2 separate regions of the Macaca mulatta genome follow, and region 1 is linked to region 2. A link is a contact called in public Hi-C data. All regions are on one chromosome and are shown on one strand. Each heading gives the region's core, a stretch centred on a gene start, on an enhancer-like site or on the middle of the called end of the contact. The rest is flanking DNA. Distances are from core to core; before and after follow the strand shown.

Region 1 (3,855 bases), core at 116-2,615, 84 kb before region 2:
TCTAAAAACCTGTTAACAACTCGGAATAGGTTCCCAGACAGAGGCTGGAAGCAACTTCTGAAGCCATCCAGTCCACTTCTGAGACTCAGTCCTTAAATAGGGAGAGATCCAGATACCAAACATTACCTAGATGAAAAAGAAATCCCCAGGATGATGGGAGAGGACCCTCCTTACCCACTGCTTTGGTTTCTTGGATGCTCTGTGAAAATCTTCCACGAGGGTCACAATCTCCTTGCTGTTCATTGGACATCGATGCCTGACCCGAGCCTGGATCTCTGGGGGCAGGATGGTCAGGAACTGCTCCATCACCAGAAGCTCCAAAATCTGCTCCTTGGTGTGCAGCTCGGGTTGTAGCCACTGACGGCAGAGCTGTCGGAGCTGGGAGAGTGCCTCTTGGGGTCCAGACACCTCTTGATAACAAAAGCGTCTGAAGCTCTGGCGGCAGAGCTCAGGATCGGGGCAGTTTTTTTGCAGAGTAGGCCCCCGTTTCTCTTCTAGTTTGGCTATTATGTGTCTCTCTTGCTTGGAGGAAGCTTCAGTGTTGGAGCTTAAAGTTATCTCCATTTTAGCTGCCATTTTGGGCGTCAGGAGACAACTCTCTCCTTGTAAACGTGTTAAGCCTTTGGGATCATGACCTTGGAGAAGTCTCTGAATACTAGAAAGACTCCAAAAACGAACGTTCTCTGAGGATGTTAGGGAGAACGGGATGCAGAGACAAGGCCTCACTTGCTAGCCTTTACTAGCCAAACTCAAGACAACGCGGTCCCTGGGAGTGGGAAGAGTTTTGTCTTCCTGTCAGTTTTTTGAAGTCTTGCAAAGGAGAAAAGTCATAATGTCCTACAAGGACTCTGGGGAAAAAATATTTCTTTTATTTCAGTAGCAAGCACACAGGTCTCGGGTTTAATGAGCAATACGCTCTAACTGGCGGGTGGAGCGGAATCCCTAGGAAAAGTTCAAGCTGTCACAGGTAGCTTGCCCCAACTCTCCCGCATGACGGCAGCAACCGACCTGGCGCATGTCACCGGGTGTTAAACGGTAGAGTTGAGCAAGGCCACAGCGCCAGCCGGGGGTGTGAGGTAGCGAACAGCTTCCTGCACGCGAGCGAAGCGGCTGCTCCCTGCCCAGGCGCCGCAGGCCCGGTGGCTCCGGCCTCCAGGGCGGCCCCGCGGCCCAGCCAGCCCCAGGCCTGGCGAAGCTGCCGCAACCCGGTGCGCAGCTGAACTCCACGGCCGGTGCGAGCTCGGACTGGCGACTGCGACACCGCTACCCCGAGCAGCCTGGCGCCCCGCACCCACCTGCAGCCGACTCACCTCTCTGGGAACCCGGGACCGCGGGACTTGGGACCCGGCACCTGCGAGCACGGGCTGGGGGCGGGGTCGATTCCACTCGCCGCGGAGACGCCCACTGGCTGCTGAGGAACTACCGAGAGGGCCCGCCTCCTATCAAGAGCATCCTCTACCGTCTATTGGCTGCTGCCTCTGTCAATATCGTCGCAGTGCATCCCGGGAGCTGCAGTCCAGCAGCTCGACTTGCGGGCCTGCGCAGGGGCGTGCGTAGTGGGCAGAGCGAATGGCGCCCCTGACTTCCGGCCCGGAGGCTGAGGGAGTTTGTGGAGTCCCGAGTACTGGTATCCGGTGAGTCCTCCGCTTCCTTGCGGCCGGCGGGACTAGCGGCTGGGTCCTACAACAGCCGAGGAGTCCCTCCCCGCTGAGACCCTTCTCGGAGGCGTTTGGGTCCGACTCCGATGGGCGTCTCCGTGGGACAGGCGGCCTCCCTCAGGCCGGGCTTCCCCAGACGCGCCGCGGTCACGTGCCCCGCTCCCACCGCGCGGATCACCCCGAGCCTAAGCGCCGGCGCCCCGGGACCCCCTGGCCTTGACCCTGCTTATCTCGTCCCTGTCTCGTCCACTCCCTACTCATCCACAGTGCCTGACTCTGGCACCGAGTGCGTTCTGAGTACTCAATAAGTAGTTACTAAGTGAAAAACCTATCCACTTGGCTCCCCATCCTCATGCTGCATTTTTTTCCCAGGGTTCAGGCCATCGCTAGAGTGAAGTAAAATTTTCAGAGAACAGCATTTTAAAATTTAACGATGAGTGGGATGTAAGGGGTCAAAAAGGGCCCAGAGGGGTGCAGGTTCCGCCTTCTGCATGAAGTTAGAGGAGCATTTATTAAATTATTCTTCAGCCAGGTAAGGTACAGGATGAACATAATGAAGGCAAGGGGTGCAGGTTCTAGTCCTGGCCTTGCTGCCTAGAGCTCTGCTGTGTGATGCTTTAGGCAAGATACTTCATCGCTCTCAGTTTCTTTTTGGCTAAAAAGCAGTACTAACAATAATAATGCCCTTGATTTCTCTATCTCTAGAAGCACCGAAATGTAAAGAGAATTTAAGTGAAGGCAGTTCAACTTCTTTGAGAAAAGGGAACCCAAATCCATTTTTAAAATATAAAAAATTTTCTTTTTTAAAAAACATTTACCATCTTAACCTTAAGTGTACAGCTCAGTAGTCCTGAGTATATTCATATTGTTGTGCATGCTGGATCCATTTTAATACTACGTGGTGAGGGTGTGTCAGCTCCTGTAGAAAATGTAAATTATGATCTGCTTTAATCTGTGTTTTAAGTAGTTAAAAACCAACACAAACTAATGAAAAAAAGACTGCCTTCACTGGTGCAGTGGCTCACACCTGTAATCCCAGCACTTTGGGAGGCCACGGTGGGAGGATCATTTGAGCACAGGAGTTTGAGACCAGCCTGGGCAACATAGTGAAACCCTATCTCTACAAAAAATACAAAAGTTAGCCTCTATTTAAAATTGTTTTTAAGGTCGGGCATGGTGGCTTATGCTTTTAATTCTAACACTTTGGGAGGTTGAGGTGGGAGGATTGCTTGAGTTCAGGAGTTTGAGACCAGCCTGGGCAACAGAGTGACACTCCATCTCTAAAGATTAAAAAAACAAACAAAAAAAAAAAAATTAAAAGTTATTTATTGTTTAATTTTAAATTATATAAAACTATTTTTAAAATTAACTCTCAAAAAAATAAAATATTGCCTTGCATAAACTGGCCTTGGAGATCCAAACATGTTTTCAGGACTCGAGTATATTGTCCTCTTGTGAACAGGCTCCTGTGACGGAAGAGTGGAGTAGAGAGTGGGACACAGTTGCAGACAACTCTGGTCTTACATTTGGCCAATTTAGCAATTCCCAGAAAATTAAGAGCTTTCCCTACTTCTCACGTAAAATTTGAGAAAAGAATTTTAATAGGCCTAGCTGTGTGTCATATGCCCACTTCTGGGGAGGCAGGTATTGTAATTAATATCCCCACCAGAACCAATCAATCATTCTTTCTTTCTTTCTTTCCTTTCTTTCCTTCCTTCCTTTTTCTTTTTTTCTTTTTTTCTTTTTCTCTCTCTCTCTCTCTCTGTCCCCCCCTCCCTCCCTCCCTCCTTCCTTCCTTCCTTTCTTTCTTTATTTTTGAGACAGTCTCGCTCTTGTTGCCCAGGCTGGAGTGCAATGGCGAGATCTCGGCTTACTGCAACCTCTGCCTCCTGGGTTCAAGCACTTCTCCTGCCTCAGCCTCCTGAGTAGCTGGGACTACAGGCGTGTGCCACCATGCCCGCCTAATTTTTTTGTCTTTTTAGTAGAGATGGAATTTCATCTTGTTAGCCAGGATGGTCTAGATCTCCTGACCTTGTGAGCCACCCACCTCAGTCTCTCAAAGTGTTGGGATTACAGGTATGAGCCACCACACCCGGTTGAGAGGGACTTTTTCACAAAGGAAGAAGATGCTGCTATTAGAAGTGGGAAAGGAATGCGGGAAAATAAAAACATACAGCAAACCCAAACAGTCACTTAT
Region 2 (4,023 bases), core at 522-3,021:
GGTGGCTCATGCCTGTAATCCCAGCACTTTCGGAGGCCCAACGTGGGTGGATCACCTGAGATCAGGACTTCAAGACCAGCCCGGCCAATATGGTGAAACCTTCTTCACTGAAAATACAAACATTAGCCAGGTGTGGTGGTGCGTGCCTGTAGTCTCAGATACCCAGGAGGCTGAGGCAGGAGAACTGTTTGAATCCGGGAGGCAGAGGTTGCAGTCAGCTGAGACCGCACCAGGGCACTCCAGCCCGGGCAGCAAAGCGAGACTCCATCTCAAAAAAAAAAAAAAAAGGGTTAAAACTTATGAACTATTTATTTCTAGAGTTTTCCATTTAATATTTTTTGTACCGCAGTTGACAGCGGGTAAGTGAAACCCAGATAAAGTGGGGGGAGGGGTTACTACAGAAGGAAAGTAAAAAAGTAAACTATTTTCAGACCATGTCTCCCAAGTAAGCAAAAATATGCCCATCATTCTTCTTTGCAAGACACATAAAGCCTGCCATGCAGATGATTTATATTAATTTTTTTTTTTTTTTTTTTGAGATGAAGTCTCTTCCTGTCACCCAGGCTGGAGTGTAGTGGCGTGATCTCAGCTCACTGCAACTTCCACCTCCCGGGTTCAAGTCATTCTCCTGCCTCAGCCTCCCGAGTAGTTGGGATTACAGGAACACACCACCATGCCCGGGTAATTTTTGTATTTTTATTAGAGACAGGGTTTCACCACCTTGGCCAGGTTAGTCTCGAACTCCTGACCTCGTGATCCACCCACCTTGGCCTCCTAAATTGCTGGGATTACGGGCGCGAGCCAACGCGCCCGGCCTACACGCATTTTTAACTGTGCTTACTTGATCTGGACAAAATCACAACTGGTCTGTTTACAAAATATCACGTAAGAAAGGATATTTTATTTACAAAATATCAAGTCATATTTTCTTTTTGTCGCTGATGTCTACGAAATATCAACTCCAATAGGAGCTGGTGACGATGAAAGTGAAACTTTTGCTGACTTTACATTTCTCGGAAGGTCATTTAGACTTCTAAGTGGGGCTGAGGAGAGCCGTGAGCCTCACTTTTCCTGAAGTAAGCCAGCAGAAACGGCACCGAAATTCTGGCCAGGATGCCACCGGTATTCAAAGAAGTGGCCAGCGCCCCGCTGCCCACCCCGGCTCCGGAAGCACAGAGACACTTCCTGTGTTTTTGCATCAGCAGAAGCCGCTAGCCCTGAGGCTCAACCGACCGCATAACATCAGCCGGACACGGAAATGCCAGCGGAGGCGGTAAAGGGTCTGAGGTAAAGGAGCTGCAGGCACTGCTGCCTGCCAGCACTCGGATTCGCCACAGCTTGTGTCTGCGACAGGCGTGCCGGCGGGCACTAGGCAAGCGGGCAGTGTCCCAGCGAGCTTCAGCCGCGCCTCTGGACTATAGCTGCGAAAAGCAGGGAGAGAATGGTTTCTCGAGCCCGACGGGGGCCCCGCCTCAGGATCCAGCCGCGCGGCCCGGAAGCGCCGCGGCCGCCGCCTACGGAAAATGTCTGCCCCCCTGCGGCCGCCGCCGCTTCAGCGACTTCAGGGTCTAAGCCATAGGGGAAGCTGCTTCTCGGTTACCTCGGCCAGCCTGGCTTCCGTGAAGGCCGCTCCTCGCTTTCTGACGCTCAAACTCAAGCCGCCGCGCGGAAGGTTGCCGATCTGAGGCGCGCAACCGCCGTCCGACAGCGGTGCTGCCCTACCGCTGCCCTGTCCAGGCTCAGAGCCCGAGAGCCGGCCGGAAGTGGAAGTGACGCTTTCCGAGGGCGCGCGGAGGCCCGCCTTCCGGCTAAGGCGTCTGAAACCGGCCTACTTCCTCGCCAGAGAAACTGCTGCCGGCCCCGGAGGTGGGGAAGGGTTAACGCTACCGAGTCTCCAGACCCGCGGAAGCCTAGAGGGCCTTGCACCGGCTCACCGCGTGGCTGTCGCCGTCTGGTGTCCCCAGTGGGGGAGGCGTCGCACTGCCACGTCTGTTCTGTGTGGCTGTCGGGGCCCGGGAGCCTCGCCGGGTAAGGGTCGCCGCCCAGCTGCGCGCGCCGCGTCCTCGGGCTTCCCGCGGCCCGGCCGGCAGCGCTCGAGCTGTTGCTGGGCTCGTCGCAGCCTCCTCGACGTAGAGGCATTTTGTCCGGGTCGGGCCACTGGCTAGCTCAGAAACAACGGCCCCCCGAGGGTTTTGTACCGTTTTCTAGGTCTCGTGACGCATTCCCCACAACTATTTTTTCTTGTGAGGTAGGTTTGAACCTGTGAAATAGGTACTTTTTCTACCTCTCCTTGACAGAGAAACGAAGACCTAATGACTTGCTCAGGGTCACATAGCTCAGCAGTGGCGGCGGCTAATCGGAAATAGCTCTCCTGTTGTGATATCTTCTGCGTTTTCCACTCCAGTATTCTTCCCAGGAAAATGGGAACCTTGTTTTCATCTCGTATCTCATGCAGCGCCTAACATAGTCACCTGGATAAGATAAGCATTCCACACATATTTACTGAATCATAGTTATAAGAATCTAAGTGTTTTGGGTGTTCGGTGATCTCTGAATTAATCAGTTTTTGTAATGTCAGTCTGTACCAGTTGAGGGATTATTTAATAAGTCCAGTATGAGTGGTTTCCGAATTACCAGTTTTTGTAACGTCAGCCTATAGCAGTCAAGGGACTATTAAGTCAGCTATGCGTAGCCAGTGTTACAGAGCTGAGTAAGACGTCTTTGTCCTTGACTGGGCGCGGTGGCTCAAACCTGTAATCCTAGCACTTTGGGAGGCCGAGGCGGGTGGATCACGAGGTCAGGAAATCGAGACCATCCTGGCTAACATGGTGAAACCCCGTCTGTACTAAAAATACAAAAAACTAGCCGGGCGTGGTGGCGGGCGCCTGTAGTCCCAGCTACTCGGAGGCTGAGGCAGGAGAATGGCGTGAACCCGGGAGGCGGAGGTTGCAGTGAGCCGAGATCGCGCCACTGTACCCCAGCCTGGGCGACACAGCGAGACTCCGTCTCAAAAAAAAAAAAGACGTCTTTGTCCTTAAGCAGTCTATTGAAAGGACTGAGGCAATGTCATGAATATCAGTAACACAAAGTAAGAATAGGACATAAACTGAATTCTGTGAGAACTCCGAGAAAATCAGTTGATTTGGGGTTGGGGAAATTATAAAAGACCTTTTGTCCACAGGGATTTTGTCCACAGCAGGGTATGGAGACACATTCCAGGCAGAGGGAAGGGTGGGAGTAAAGGCTTTAAAAGCTGGAAATTATTAGAGTGTGAGATCTTAAGTACGTTTTTACTGAGTTGGGCTGCATTTAGAGGAAGAGTTTTAAAAGTTAGAAAACGAGTTTATGTAGAACTTATACTGCAGTCCTTTGAATGGGAATGAAAAGAGTGCATTTAAGAAAGTAAATCCTGAGGGGCCGGGCGCGGTGGCTCAAGCCTGTAATCCCTGCACTTTGGGAGGCTGAGATGGGCGGATCACAAGGTCAGGAAATCGAGACCATCCTGGCTAACATGGTGAAACCCCGTCTCTACTAAAAAATACAAAAAAAAACTAGCTGGGCGCAGTGGCGGGCGCCTGTAGTTCCGGCTACTCGGGAGGCTGAGGCAGGAGAATGGCGTAAACCCGGGAGGCGGAGCTTGCAGTGAGCTGAGATCTGGCCACTGCACTCCAGCGTGGCCAACAGAGCGAGACTCCGTATCAAAAAAAAAAAAAAAGAAAAAAGAAAGTAAATCCTGGAGCACCATTTGAGCATTTTTGACCGAGCTTCTTTCTAGGGCAGTTCATCTAAGGTAAGTTTAAGGTGAGAATGAAGATGAGAGGCCATTGCCAGGTCATTATGCTATGTTTGCTTTTGGATAGGATAGGATGTAACTCATCTTAGGCATAGATCTTGATCCCTTTTAAGTGAGAGAGAAAGATAAACAGATTTAATAATGAGCGTCTGCCTAAGTCACTTGAATATGTGTCTAAGTAGGTTCATTTCCTTAATATCTCAGCCAGGTTGGGACTTCATTTCTTCAGA

Evidence for each region. A called contact is a pair of places that touch in the nucleus more often than the background predicts.
Region 1: a Hi-C map of fetal cortical plate shows a contact between it and region 2, with 2.0 times the contacts expected there. The contact joins the promoter of ZSCAN32 here to the promoter of ZNF75A in region 2. A contact is called at or near these places in 3 of 14 Hi-C or Micro-C datasets (blood, cortical neurons and fetal cortical plate).

The regions. Positions count from the first base shown.
Region 1 is chr20:4,619,758-4,623,612 of T2T-MMU8v2.0, reverse strand. ZSCAN32 (zinc finger and SCAN domain containing 32) reads left to right here and starts at 1,365. Exons shown (of 7, transcript XM_001093932.5): 1 at 1,365-1,634. All of the region lies in intron 7 of ZNF75A (zinc finger protein 75a), which reads right to left. ZNF174 (zinc finger protein 174) reads right to left here and starts at 1,296. Exons shown (of 3, transcript NM_001266897.1): 1 at 175-1,296. The coding sequence starts at 576.
Region 2 is chr20:4,536,452-4,540,474 of T2T-MMU8v2.0, reverse strand. ZNF75A (zinc finger protein 75a) reads right to left here and starts at 1,771. Exons shown (of 8, transcript XM_077985481.1): 1 at 1,601-1,771. It also overlaps a transcript of TIGD7 not described here.